4 separate regions of the Mus musculus genome follow, and all the other regions are linked to region 1. Evidence: chromatin contacts called from public HiChIP or PLAC-seq data. All regions are on one chromosome and are shown on one strand. The core of a region is the stretch at or near the end of the contact, and the rest is flanking DNA. Distances in the headings are between cores, read along the strand shown.

Region 1 (3,624 bases), core at 593-3,092:
GAAGATAAACTAGGAAAAGAACAAACTTTTCTAAGTAGAGAATATTCTGTATTGTTGTTTGATACATTTTGGTAAATATATGTCAAATTCAGTTGCATATTTCACTAAATATAAACAATACTGAAGGGAAAAATGGAGTGATACATTTAGTCATCTTGAGACACAACTCATTGCTTATCTACCCACTTTGCCATAGACACAGGGCCTGTACCTGGCAGTGAAGGCCAAGTGTAAACAGGCTCTTAATTGGCATGATTAACCATGTCTCCATAGGAGCCTTAATAACACCAGTGGGGAGCAAAAGAGGCTGTTTTCCACTCTGTGAACAAGGGTCTGCCTAGCAGAAGTCATGGGGCACTAGAGAGCTGCCCCCTGCAGTAGGGAAGGGGCCTTCTTGAAGCCCAGCTGCATTTCCTTTGGAACAAAGTTTAAAACTATTTCTCATTATTTTCTATTACTGAGTATATGTCACATTCTTCCTTTTCATCTCAGTGGATAAGAAGGCCAATTCTGTTTTGCCCATGTGTTTTCTAAGGTAAAACTGTGTATGGAAGAGGTAGCTTCCACAGGCTACAATAGTCCTAAATGTATGTATGGCAGAGAAACAGACAGCAAGAAACATGCATAATAGAGATGGGAAGTTCCTTAGAATATGCAAAACATTTATGAATTGATACAAGTTCACAGATTAGAACTGAACAATCACTCCTAATTATCCAAGTTAAAAAAATAAGTATTATACAATTTTGGATAGAATTGCATTAATTCTGTCATATATAGTCTAAAAGCAGTGCTTAGCAAGTACTACAGGTTATATGATTCTGGTCACTGGCATCTCTAACCTCTACAGAGACTTAAAAAAGCATATGCTCATATCTCTATCTCTCTGTCTCTGTCTCTCTCTCTCTCTGTCTCTCTCTTTCTCTCTCTCTGTGTGTGTATGTGTGTGTTTGTATTAAATGTATATGTTCTCACATCTTGAACCAGGTACAGAAAGATGAACAACATCCCAGCTTTTTACTCACAAATTATGAGGAAAGAGGTAGTCTCACAGAAATAGAATATGAAATGGTGTTTATCAGGGGGTAGACTGGAAGAGTGAGAAATCTGTGAGATATATATTTTTTAAAGACACAAAATTCAATAGGAGGAATAAATATGGTCCTTAGTATATTGAAGTCTTGAAAACTGCTTAGAGAATGGATAATGTGTTCTTTTCACAAACATGAGAGCCATATGAGGTAATAGTTATGTTAACTGGCTAGATCTCATCATTTCATAAATAATATACTTCATAACATTGTGTCCTTCTTGATACATACCATCTGATCTGTCAGGTTTATAAAAAAGGTTAGACAAAATCTATATCCTCTGGATGAATTATGATTGCTCATTGAACTGATCTGGTTTAGTTGCTAGGATGGCCATCTAACTAACACACATATGTAGCCTAAGGTTTGGTCCCTAGCAATGTATAAAACTGAGCTTGGTAGCAGATACTTATTAGTATAGCACTCGAGGAGGAGGATCATAGTCCGTGGGTTATACAGCAAGCTTCAGGCCAGCTAGGGATACCTGAGACTCAGTCTCATAGGAAAGAAAGCTAGCTGATGGAGATAGTGTCTGTCAATCACTGATCAGAGGTGGGACTAGTGACAGCAAACATCTAGGCGGCGGTGCTTTGTTATTTCCTCCCTCTGTTCATGTTCCTGGCAGTGTGGCTCAGTCTTTAGACATTGCCCATTGCTGTGTCAGAAACTCTTCTTGCCAGTCAGGATCTTGAACTTGACCTCAGGTGGAAGTGAACATTGTTTTTGGAGGATGGAGGTGGAGTTCAACAGACTATGAGTCATGGTTTTGCCAACTGTGTTTGCCCTTTTAGAATGGGAGCAGAGTCATGCTTACATAGAAGCTACAACACAGCTGGGTTTTTGGTCTTCCATTTATTGGGCACTTCCATAATGCATCCGTCATCCTAATTTGCCTCCTCTGGTTCTTTTAGTCCTTGTCCTTTTGTTATTAGCAAGTGATAATCCAGGAAGCTTGCTGGGATGCAGAGATACCTGAGCCTACACTGAAAGGGAGAGAAATATTAGGTCCCTTCTTGTCTCTGCACGATGAATTGGCGATGACTGCAGTGGTCACCAGTCACCAGGAACATCTGGCTTTTCTGGCTCCTCATGACTCCTTTCCTGCTTAAGCTTTTGATAAACAGTCCAGGGTGGGGAGGATGACCTTGGTTTCTGCTGAGACCCAATCTCCCCGCACTTGAGGAAAAGAATGTATAAGTCACTGCAGGACACAGAGTACTTTAGCCCTGTGTCCTTGTTGTCAAGTTGACTAGATTTAGAATCACTTGTGAGATGCAGCTCTGGATATATAATTTAAAAGGATTTTTTGTTGTTAATCGTGTTGATAATCTTATTCATGTATACAATACACTCTCATTGCCTGTGATTCCATCTTCTTTTATCTTCTTCCCATCCCTATGAATGCTTCTTCTCCCTCCTGACAGGTTCTCCCCTATGTTTATGTTTTTGATGTTGTTTTCTTTTGTGGTACCCTGAGTTTAATCTTGGGCAGCTGAGTAACCACAGATACGGAACTATAATGTGCTGTTGGTTGACCAATAGGTACTCATTTGAGCCTAATGATTCTCCTCTGTGAGAATCCAGAGATGGAGCTCATGAGACCCGCCTGCATCCATCAATAGCTGCCTATAGATCCTGCCTTGTGTAGGCTCAGGGCAGGCATTCCCAGCTGCTGTGAGATGATTATAAGGACATTTCATGATCCTTCTCCTACCTCTTAATGTTCTCACCATCTTTCAACCTTACCCCAGGGAGGACCAAGGTTCTAACCAATGAACTATTTAAATCCATAGTAATTCAGTTTGAGTGCTTTGGGTACCCTGGATTCATATGAGAGACCTACTTTTCTGCCATTGGCCTTGGCTGACATTCTTCTCCTGTCTTCTTCTATTCCCTGTTGATGGATGCTGGCTGACTGAGTCTAGTTTTATGATGAGCACCCTATCCCCATGCTGGGGACTGTGGGAGCATCTCTCTGGTGCGGAGCCTACAATGAGGTGAATGACTCATAACTTGCAGCCACCTTTCATTTCATGAGTGTTGTTATACTCTTTTCCAGAATGACTGTACTAACTTACACTTCTATCAGCCATGCTCAGTGGTTTCTGTTTCCCCATGGCCCCACTGGCACCTGGTATGATAAGATGTGTATTTACCATGATGATCATGTCGGGGCTCTGGGTTGCTTCTTGTGTTGCACATCTTACTTGCCAAAGGGGGTGGGGGAGAGAATCTCTAGTGAAAACCGATATCAGGTAGGCAGACTATCTTATTAGAGAAGACCAACCTTTGCAGAAATTCCCTATAGACTTCGCCTAATCTGGGTTATTGTGTAGCTTGTGCCGGTGTCCTACCAAACAGTCCCCATCACAGATGACAGGATTGCTGTGGTTGCTTGATGCCAGGGTTCACCATTCTGATTATCAAATAGTTCTTTTGAACACATCCCTGTCTGTCCCAAACCTACTAAAATAAATAAATAAATAAATAAATAAATAAATAAATAAATAAATAAATAAAATAAACAAGTGGG
Region 2 (3,624 bases), core at 290-2,789, 690 kb before region 1:
GTGGTAGAGCACTTGCCTAGCAAGACAAGGCCCTGGGTTCAGTCCTCAGCTCTAAATGAAAAAAAAAAAAAAAAGAGTTGTGGGAAATCCCACCCACAGTTTTAAAAAATACATTCACTGTGGGGCTGGAGAGATGGCTCAGATATTTAGAGCAGTGCTGTTCTTTTGGAGGTACTGAATTCAACACAGCAACCACATGGTGGCTCATAACCATCTATAATGAGATCTAGTGTTTCTTATAGCCTGCAGGCACACATGCAGGGACAATGCTGTATATATAATAGATAAATAAATAAATGAATCTTAAAACAAAACAAAAACCAAATGAAGGGACACATGAGTTTTAAAAATATATATTCATTGGCTATATCTACCTTGTTTGGGGGTTATTTTTCTGCATCCAAAAAAGGAAAAGTTAGAAATTCAAATATAAGGTGGTTTATTATTTGTTTTATTTATATTATCAAGCCTTCAGAATAAATAGCAATCCTTATTTGAGTTGGTCATAAAGTGTCTAGAGTAGACATATTCCAGATTCGAGAAACAATGAGGTTTGGTTTTCTGGAATAGCTGGCTGGTCACTAAAGTGGCCCTTGGTCATTAATAACACAACAGCAGGAAAGAAAGAAGCACAATCCGAGAGACAAGACTCAGCACTAAAGAGGATGGAGAAGAAGATGGGCTGCACCTGAGCTTGGGGAAGCTGGGTTTTTTCTTTACTTTTCTTTTAAATAATCCTTTTCTACATATAGCCTACTCAACAAAAAACATCATTGGTTATGGTAATTCGATGTTTTCCTAAGTAGGAACAATTATAAGGAGGTAGGTTGACCTCTGGTAGAATTTCCAACAGCAGTCACTTCATGATTGATTAGAAATACCTGCAAATACACGTGTCTTGAGAGTTGATGAGGAGAGCATATTGTGCTGTTTGCTCAATGGGGCTATTTGTCCTTGTACAATAGTTTATAGGAGAATGGCACTTGGGAAACAAAATCCCAAGGAATTTGGAATGTTATCTGTGAGTGGATTTCACGTCGGTAGCTCTGATGGGATTGAGGTGGGATGGAGGTAGGTAGACATAATGTGATTCTCAAGAGGAGAGTACATACAACAGATAGCACTGGGTCTCTGAACTGACTTTTAGTAGGAAGAAAGTAAGAGAGGCCCATTGGACTTGCAAACTTTATATGCCCCAGTACAGGGGAATACCAGGGCCAAAAAGGGGGAGTGGGTGGGCAGGGGAGTGGGGGTGGGTGGATATGGGGGACTTTTGGTATAGCATTGGAAATGTAAATGAGTTAAATACCTAATAAAAAATGGAAAAAAAATAAAATAAAAAAAAAAAAAAAGAGTAGGAGTGATAGTGACTTTGAACGTTACCTTCTTGGGAAAGGTGCTTCTGTGAGCAGGGTTCACGTGCTATGGTGGTGAATCATAATGATACCCTTGCTATGACATTGAAGGACAGGGTGATCTGTACCTTCCTTGAGGTTTCAGTGAATTTGCTTGTGACATTAAGAGGGTAAAACAAGAGTAGAGGGAAATCCCCTTTCCTTTGTCACACTGTCAAGGAAGAAACCACTTTGGAGGTCATGATCTATGACAAACACACTCATGCAAATCGTTTGCTTGCTCCCATGCTCCATTTCTTCAGCAACTATGAAGCTAGGTAAAACAGAACAGAAAATAGTGCCTTGGGGAAGAAATAAAACTGCTATCTTTATTGAAATAAAAAAAATTCAGTCTTAAGATATAATAATGAAATGGACTTCCTTGAGTGAATGTGGGGTTATTTTGATACTGACATATCCAAACTACAGGCAATTAAAGAATGCTGAGAGTAGGGGAAACAGTTTTCCCTGGGAAGAGCACAATAACTGGTTATCCAATACCAAATGGTCAGCCCTGAAAATACACATACATGTAACATTGTACAGATTGGTCATGTTCTATCCATATGTTTGTGTGTTCATGTATTATGTATTCATGTATATATAGTCTCTCTATTTATATATGTATTCATATATTATACATTATATGTATATACTAACAAAGGAAAAAGAAGATGCCTAAGAATAATCATTATGTAACAGTGTTCTAAAACTAGAGGGAATAATATGGTGAAATATAGGTGGTGGCCAGAGACCAGATTTGAGATATTCTCTCTCTCTCTCTCTCTCTCTCTCTCTCTCTCTCTCTCTCTCTCTCTCTCTCTCTCTCATTTGTTCATGGTCCTTAGGCTAAAATGTATTTTCACTGACTATTAAAGACTGCTTGATGGACTTGATCTTGCATATTGACCCACAAAATTTCACGTATTTACTATTTAGACAGTCAAGAAGACGTTTTCACATCTGTGCTACAGTGTGTAAAAATGGAGAGTATCTTGGGCCAAAGAAAACTGGGCTGAAATTGTACTGGGATGTTTCGTTTGTTGATAGAGTTTGCAAATCTCAATAAAGTCTGCCTTCACCGTGTGCCACTCTCCTGTTTTCTCTCCTTCCTTACTCTCTTATTTCCAGTGCTCTTCTTTGCCAGTTAACTCACATCCTTCTTATGACTTAACTCCAGATCTCAGACTTTGAACCCTGTCTCTCTTCCATCTCATACTCTATCCATGCCTACAGTTAGTTTTTGCTCTGTATTATCTAACACCTGAGTGTTGGTGACTTCCGAATTTACATCTCTAGTTCAGACATTCTCCCTAGTGTTTTCTTTGCAATCACCACTTGATATTGAACAGACATATCCTAGTTGACATGTTTAAAATAATTCCTTTGGTCTCCATCCTCAAACCGGTTTTCCCAGGAGAGTCCCACATGATGGTAAATGATAACTCTATCCTCTCTGTTACCATGGTTTCTTTACCAGAAAGAAGTTATAGCCCATGTCTCTCAGTTTGTATAGAGGAAAAAAAATGAGATACTACATGCGTCACTTAGTCTGCCACATCTTGCATTGAATAAAACAACATAGAGTGAATTAAGTGAAACTTCGATTTTTATAATAATGGTTTACAGATCCATTTTTTTTCTCCTCTTTCAGACTCACATGATCTCATTCAGGGTGAATTAACAACGTTTTTTGAGTGTTATCTTCAACTTAGTAAAACGGATGCTATTATAGGTAGGGATGAGGGAGATCCACGGCCAAGTTGCAGGCATCACACAACTAAGCTAATCCTCCTGCTGGCATTAACAGCTGTAGCCAACTGAAAAATCAGGTTGCTTTTAGCCCCTCCTCCAGCATGCCACTTCTGCTCTGCTCACTTGAAAAACAGATCTAAGAAGGTTTAACAAGATACCCAGGAGGACAGCTGGAGTATAGAAAACAAAGCATATATCAACTGAACGGACTTAGTAGAATTTTCCAGATTTCCATTGCATGTCTCTCTGAACCTTACACTAAAGCTTTTGAGTTTCACTTTCGATAGATGGGACCAAGCATTTGTTTAAAAACATAAAAAAGATAGTTTTAAGTTATTATATTAGACATCCCACTGCAGATTTGTAAGGACCAACTTTGCATTATTTAGGAGTCTAATACATGAAATATAATAAATATATTATTAAATATTTAAAAATCTTATAGAGAAGATCAAATCTGACACTCCAATATGCT
Region 3 (3,624 bases), core at 364-2,863, 590 kb after region 1:
ATAACATCTGGCAAGCTTTGAACACTCTTGATCATCTGCCTCCTTAAGATAACTCTTTGAATTGCCTAATCCCATAACTTCCCTTTTCTATGACTTTGGACACAGCCTGTCCCAATCATCCTATTTGACATCTAGACCTTTAGAACTCAGGTTTCCTCAGGGACCTTGAACCCTCTTGGTTGAAGGCTTCTACTTATTTTATGTGATAGATGATTCATTAACACCTCAGAGACTATGAATTTCAGACTCACATTGCAAAATTAAGTCTCTTCTATTAAGATCGAGATCCCTACCTAGATATCCAATCACTGGTATAGCATAGATGTCTGAGTGTTTCATAGATAACTCCAAGCCAATGTACCCAAACACCCCTCCCAGTTATCAGCTATATATTTCTCTGGTCATTATCTCACTAGATAGCATTTCCAACTATCCATCAATCATATTGGGCATCTCCTTCATCCTCAAGGGTATATCCAATTATTAGTAAAATATCAGCATAACATTCCCTCTAAATCTGGTTACATAGTTAGAACTTTGTGGTCATAATTTTGTTTCAAAATACCATGGAATCTCCAAAGTATTCTAACTAGTTTTCACCCATCTGCTCTCCTTCTCCTCCCTCCTGTTCTCTTAGCGAATCTGATCTTTTAGCTACATTTCTGACTGTGACTCTCTTATACACTGTGTCCTTTTATTTTCAGAATATAAACCAGCTATGCTATGGATTTGGGTTAGTTTTATAATTCTATTTCTTTCTAATATGCCAGCTGTGTCTCATGCCCTTTTCTTCTTCCTGTGTCCTCTCATTAATCTGAGTCTTTTTTCTCCTTTATACTGCTGGGTAATGAGTTTTATCAGCATCTCCCCTTCACACTACCTCTTGCTTGCTTATCCATCACATCTTGTCCTAATTTATGTCTCTTCAGTAGGACTTCTAACAAGCCAAATGGGATATTTCACTTGTACACTCTTCAATGTATGTTGAGAGTATTATAAGCATCTAGCACATGTGTAATATCTTATTGTTATTTTCTAGTCCCATTAACACAATATAAAGATTTTTATTGAATAAATAATTTCTACACAAACTGCTGTCTAAATTCTTTAAATTTATAATAGTAAAAAACATTTTCCCTAGATAATTTACAACTCTATATGTCTGATTGCAAGATAATTCATATCAAATAGCTTTATCAGTAGTAATTAAAATTATCACACACATATTCAGAGAATGTCAGACAAATGAATGCATAGATGAAGACGGTTATAGAGAAACAAAATCATGACACTCTGGAATCCTCCACCATGGAACTGTCGTTAAAAAATAAAAAGTGGACATCTTTAGCATCAAGACTAGAATAACAGAGGAGATACATTTTAAAAGTTAATGTCAATGTGTCCCTACTTGAAGAGGGCATATTGGCTGGTAATGTGCCTCTAAATGGGGCATAGTGGACATCTTAAGCCCTCTTGCTTTGGTCAACAGGTTCACAGATAGGTTTCTGAGATCAGGTCACAGAATAACAATGGGCATTCGAGAGTGTCACAGACCAAATACAACTCCACTTCCTCTTTGATTACCTCATCTACCATAATTTCCTTTCCAGGGACAGTGGTGAAGACCAATGCATGAACACTAGGGTAGACAAACCCTAACATCTGGTGCTCTCTCTCACACCCCTGCAGAGGAAAGGCCAAGTGCATTTCTAGGAAATAGCATTTTCTGAATTGTATTTCTGTCATGTATTACAGCCACATGTAACTCAAAGAAGCATGTGGTAAACAACTACCCACCTTCCTACTACCTTCTCACCAGTGCTAAGTATTTTCCTTTCTTTGAATCAATTATCTCTTACACTTCCTCCTTATTTCCTTCTCTCTTTAAAATTCTCTGTCTTTATACATGGCTGCTTACAGAAACATCCTTACCACACTCCACTTTCACTCTGAGCCAGTGAGGCTGTATTTTAGTTTCATGAAAAAAAAAATAGAGTCAAAAGAGGATATGATCACCACACAATGTTTTTGAATAAGATGAGTTTTTCTATTCTCTCCTAACTTCTAAATACTTTCAACCTGTAAGAAGGTGGCATCCACAGGCAAAGGAATTTTAAATATATACATGTATATGTATATGAATGCATGTGTATATATGTATATGTACATATACACATACATATATATAATCAGTAAAACCAGAGGAATTTCAGGGAGAAAAGTGGAGCCAAAGTTGCTGCACAGTCCTCAGAACATCTAACATTGCTGACACCTACACCTTAGACACTGAACACATCTAACTGTGAGACAAAGCCTGTCTATTTTTAAACCATTTGTTGACTAGCAGCCCTAGGAGGCTAATTCAGGCCAAATGTATTGTATGGCAAAAGAATTGCTTATGAGTTAGATGTGGTGAAGTTATTTCCTTGGCTTCAAAGCGGTTCAGTTTCATAAAGAAAACACAGTATACTTCCCCAGTGACTTAGCACATAGTTATCACAGGATGGATGCGTGTGGATTTTTATGGCTTCTCAGGATAATAATTTCCATAACATGTTGTCTCAATCTCTTTTCATGCACTGTCCTGTAATATGTGTTGTTTATTAGTCAAGTTCATCTCTGTACAATACATTTGGAGCAGGAAAAGGTCTGAGTCATGAAGGTAGGAAACAGGGCAGAATGAAAGAACAGAAACGGAGACAAGTGTTTTATGTGGGTTATAAAGGATGATTCTTATGTTCTTCCCAGAAAGCTACCACATGCGCATGTACAAAACGATGGCCTATTCTTCCACTGCCTAGCTCTCTAGGTGATGGAAATTGTTACCAATTGTGATCTAATTTTATTTTTTTGGAAACGTTTGAAACCTCATTTGCACGTAGTCTCACTAGAGTTCGGCAAAGTACCACATTCAAGTGCTTTGGATAATTCAGAGCTGAACAACAAATGACTACAGAGACTTCCTTTCTTGAGATTTCTCCAGCGCTAGAAGACCTTCAGTGCCTTCAGAAGCAGTTCACACTAAAAGGAAAGGGCCCTTTCCCTGACATTCATTCACTTGCAGGGAACATCAAAAAGGTGCTGTTTCCTCTGCAGAGAAAGTTTAACCTTCCAAGTGAGAGATGGAAAATGTGGGACTAGTGTCTAGCTGCATCTGATAATCACCACCCCAAGTAAACTTTCCTCAGCAACAACTCTGATTCATTCTCTTGTTTTGATGTTAAGCCTGGTATTTTGAAGTGAAATGAGGGTCCTGACTGTATTGTATAACAACTGGAGACATACTCTGCCCAAATAAGGTCTATTCAACAAGAGTAGGAGCCAGCTGGCACATGGCTTTGGGTGCCAGTAGATGTAATCATGCCAAGCAAGGGAGCTTTAATGGGCAGCTGTTACCTTGTCCAGCTGTCCAACAGATGGAGAGATGAGCACTGGAGATCTCTAGCTGGCACCAAATATTCCTGCCTCCTTCTTGTGCTATTTGAAAATCAGTGAAAGGAAATTGACAAGTAATGATATGCTTAATATAAGGGCAGCCCTACATCACCAGTAAGAGTTCCCTTTAGTTAAGACTAGTGCTCAGCCTTATCTCCAAGTGTCTAGCTTTAAGTTATGTAACAGGCA
Region 4 (3,624 bases), core at 715-3,214, 540 kb after region 1:
GGGCAGTTTAGACACTATATTTTGTCACGTGATCGTGCCAAGCAGGGAGTTTCTGTTTCCTGTCACCCATGGAACGAGCCCACATCTCCTTTGTTATCTTTCACACCATCCTAAGTAGAGTGATATAATGAACACAGTTTTCTGAATCTGATGACACGTGCAGAGCGGTTGAAATCTCCTTTGAGATTAAAGTCTTCAGTAAGTATAAAGCCACTAGCCTGTTAAACCTAGCTTCACTGAACAGTTATAATTCTGGATATGCAAAGAAAATTCTCTGTGACCCATATAATCTGTTTCCCCTTCATCAGCTCAGCTACTTTATCCAACACTGTGGCTACTGAAAGGAGCCAGATACAAATGGTCATAGACTATATGACCCTATTTATATGAAGCATCCAGAAAGCAAATCTGTGCTGTCTAAGTATATAAGTAGTTTCCAGAGGCTGGAGAAAGGGGCAAATGAGAAGTAACTGTTAGCAATGCAGCCTTGCTCTTTATTTTTTCCATTTTAAAATTTTCACACTGGGCATCATGTAGTTCCCACCAGCTTAAACTTAGGGTTTAGTCACGAATGACAGTGAGCTTCTGCTCTGCCTGCCTACACCTCCTGAGCACATGGATTACAGTCAAGCACCACCACGCCAACTTATGCAATATTGGGAACAGGACGTAGGGCTTCATGCACCTAGACAAATATGCTTATCAATTGAGTGGCTTCCAACCCTGGCCTTAATTTTCATTATATTAAGTATGGCACTTAATCTTAACATCTCCATATATGTATGCTCTATTTTAGTCTTAACTACTTTCCCCTCCCATTACACTTCATTACTCCCTTACCTTATTTCTACTTCCACATCTCTGACAGCACCTCCTCCTTTATATTACCATGGCCCTTTTCCTCTCCCAGAGGCTACACATGGGAAGAACCACGTGATACGTCTATTTTATGGACTTCCTATCTCACTTAACATAATGATCTCCATTCCTAAAAATGATAGGGCTTCGTTATCCTCAGCAGCTGAGCAAAGCTTTATTGGGCATATGCACCATGTTTTCTGTATCAGTTCATCTGCAAGTGGGTAACTGGGCAGATTCTACAGATCTGATGTAGATAGTGCATAAAGACACATGGGCATGAAGATATCCTTATAGGAAGTTCATATTACTTTTTGAGTATATTCTTTTGAGAACTATGGATATTTTCTTTTTTATTGTTTTAAGAACCTCCATATTAATTTTCATTGTCAGCTATACATTTTAAGATGATGAAAATGGCTATAGTTGGATAAAGGTGATAATTCAAACTTGTGAATATAGTAAAAATAACTATAAATTAATTAACTGTAAAAGTAAATGATTTCTATTGCAAGGGTGAACTTTACAGTGTGTGAGGCTGTGGATACAGCTCAAGATATGGCTATGGCTGTGGATATGGCTCTGGCTATGGCTGTGGATATGGCTCTGGCTCTGGCTGTGGATATGGCTCTGGCTCTGGCTGTGGATACGGCTTTATTACTACTGAAATTTGATGAATAAATCAGTTTTGTTTTGTTTTAGATCAGACTTTCTCAGAAATATTATAGGCAGTCACAAACATTTTGGATTTAATCTTCTGTTTTCTCACAAGCTGCAGACCACAATTATTGCTCCTTATCCAGTGGCTGGCTTTTCTAGAAGGAAGAACTAGATAATTATTGGCAAATTTGCCAGATGGGTGAATTCACAAATTATGGAAGATATTCTTTTGGGTTTTGAGCCTTAAGAAATGAATGATAAGTATATTTATCTCTGTGGGCTACATTTCCATTTCAGCCAGCAGTGTAGCTTAAATTCAAGTGATTTGGCTATGATACAAATAGCATACATTATATGCAAATTTCCCAAGCATATGAACACAATCACATTCACAGTTGGAAGAAAGTGAAACAAAAATCTATATTTAACCACACAGTCACTTATGCTAAAAATACCATCTTTCAAGACACATCTCATTTTTCCAGTGGTTGGAAAATAAACTTCATAGTATGCTCTCCGTGGCACTGATGATCAATTGTAAAATTATGGCATAAAATTTTAATCTGCTATTTTCCCCCTCTGAGCAATTGATTTTTTTTTTCAAAGCAGTGAAACTGTGGCTTTCTCCCATTTCCAGGCCTTTGAGCTAGTGATTATTCTAAACACCTGTTTTGCTCTCAAAATAAAAGGATTCCAAAATATGTATGGTGATGCATGACTACTTGCTATTTAGTACTTGTGTATGTTGGGGACATATCCACTCAGATGAAACCTGGGAAATGCATTTGTTTTTCTTGTTCAGCCTCCATTACTACTGCTCTCCCCTTGAGATACTTCAAAGCTCATCTGCTAATAAAACTCAGTTTTGACAAGGGGGGGGGGAGTAAAGTACTGAGCTTTTAAATCTTAATATTCCCAACACCCGTTTTCCTTTATCCTCCTCTGGCGATAGAAGCCATCAAAACAAGTTTATGGTTTATAAAGACACCTCCATGCTGCCTTTAAAAAAATGATGCTGTATCTGTGATTTAGGATGTTCTTCGACTGAAGAGGGGACCCCAGAATACTCTTTATATAAATGCTGGATGGCAGTACCTTTAGAAGCCTTTGACAGTATGGCAGGTGGTAGGGTGGGGATGGAAGACTTAAAGTATATTAGCATATTAAAGTCCTAAGGTATATAAGAACACCACTTTTTCATGTTTAGAAAAGTGACTAATAGGTTAAAAAAATCGAAAGTATGATCTTGGCACCAGAACCTAATGGAGATACTAAAGTTTATGTTTCTCACTGTATCTGTCCATTAATATACAAAATATATCTTCAGGATCTATATGACTCTCAATTTCATTTGACATTTTTTTTTTTTGAAGTTGGAAATGTTTTCTCTTCAGGTATTTTTTTTTTTCTGGATAATTTAGTCTACTCTCCTAGCCTTAGAAATGTATGTACCACAATATTTTAGACATGATTCGGGCTAATTACTTCTTGTTATTGGTGAAATACAATTCTTGTTCTCAGTAATTTCACACAAAAAAGTGTTCTTGTCATTGTCACGATCATTGTCATCATCATTGTCATTGTCATCACCATCATCATCTGCCATGGGTTGGGCACTTTCTTTCAAAGAATAGTGTAGGTATTCCAGCTCCTTATGTATTTTGGTTCAAGTACATAGCTATAAAATGACTCTCCCATGCTGCTTCTTAGTGAAAATGAATCTGGAAATACCGCTCTCTTGTCCCTGATAAAGGGTAAATGGAAACTAAAAATGGAGCAAACTCTTGCATTGATCCTTTTCAGTCTCCAACAGTCAACTTCATTCCTCCTGTTTAACATAAAATATGGGAGTGTGTGGGTGGGAGGGGAAGCACCCTCTTACAGGCAAATAGGAGGGGAGTGGGGTGGGGAGTTCATGGAAGGGAGACTGAGAAGGGAGCCAACATTTGAAATGTAAACAAATAAAATGATAAATAAATAAATAAATAAATAAATACAATATGCTGGTCTTCTCCCTACCAGGCACAGTTTAATGTCCTGTTCAAAGAAACTGTATCTCCAGATGCTGTGCAGGCTTCTCCATTCATCCAGATGTCTGCCTTCATG

The links. HiChIP or PLAC-seq counts read pairs in DNA pulled down with a chosen protein or histone mark.
Region 2: a contact with region 1 is called in a BATF HiChIP or PLAC-seq map of CD8 T cells, with 16 read pairs. The contact joins two enhancer-like sites. A contact is called at or near these places in 1 of 484 Hi-C or Micro-C datasets (B cells) and 2 of 115 datasets of contacts at active chromatin or transcription factors (CD8 T cells and extraembryonic endoderm stem cells).
Region 3: a BATF HiChIP or PLAC-seq map of CD8 T cells shows a contact between it and region 1, with 45 read pairs. The contact joins two enhancer-like sites. A contact is called at or near these places in 4 of 115 datasets of contacts at active chromatin or transcription factors (CD8 T cells, Th2 cells, large pre-B cells and 1 more).
Region 4: a contact with region 1 is called in a BATF HiChIP or PLAC-seq map of CD8 T cells, with 23 read pairs. The contact joins two enhancer-like sites. A contact is called at or near these places in 1 of 15 datasets of contacts at CTCF or cohesin (CD8 T cells), 2 of 484 Hi-C or Micro-C datasets (the N1E-115 cell line and bone marrow-derived macrophages) and 1 of 115 datasets of contacts at active chromatin or transcription factors (CD8 T cells).

What each region holds. Positions count from the first base shown.
Region 1 is chr15:62,237,054-62,240,677 of GRCm38.p6, forward strand. All of the region lies in intron 2 of Pvt1 (Pvt1 oncogene), which reads left to right. Among named protein-coding and RNA genes, the nearest start is that of Pvt1, 200 kb to the left of the region's middle. Within about 2 kb of position 1,843, at least 7 of the 459 cell types and tissues checked have an H3K27ac peak or open chromatin away from gene starts, as enhancers often do. A contact at or near this core is called in CD8 T cells, where this site is marked.
Region 2 is chr15:61,545,287-61,548,910 of GRCm38.p6, forward strand. No RefSeq gene overlaps it. Among named protein-coding and RNA genes, the nearest start is that of Gm24696, 190 kb to the left of the region's middle. Within about 2 kb of position 1,540, at least 20 of the 459 cell types and tissues checked have an H3K27ac peak or open chromatin away from gene starts, as enhancers often do. A contact at or near this core is called in CD8 T cells, where this site is marked.
Region 3 is chr15:62,822,433-62,826,056 of GRCm38.p6, forward strand. No RefSeq gene overlaps it. Among named protein-coding and RNA genes, the nearest start is that of Gm22521, 31 kb to the left of the region's middle. Within about 2 kb of position 1,614, at least 41 of the 459 cell types and tissues checked have an H3K27ac peak or open chromatin away from gene starts, as enhancers often do. A contact at or near this core is called in CD8 T cells, where this site is marked.
Region 4 is chr15:62,779,012-62,782,635 of GRCm38.p6, forward strand. No RefSeq gene overlaps it. Among named protein-coding and RNA genes, the nearest start is that of Gm22521, 12 kb to the right of the region's middle. Within about 2 kb of position 1,965, at least 12 of the 459 cell types and tissues checked have an H3K27ac peak or open chromatin away from gene starts, as enhancers often do. A contact at or near this core is called in CD8 T cells, where this site is marked.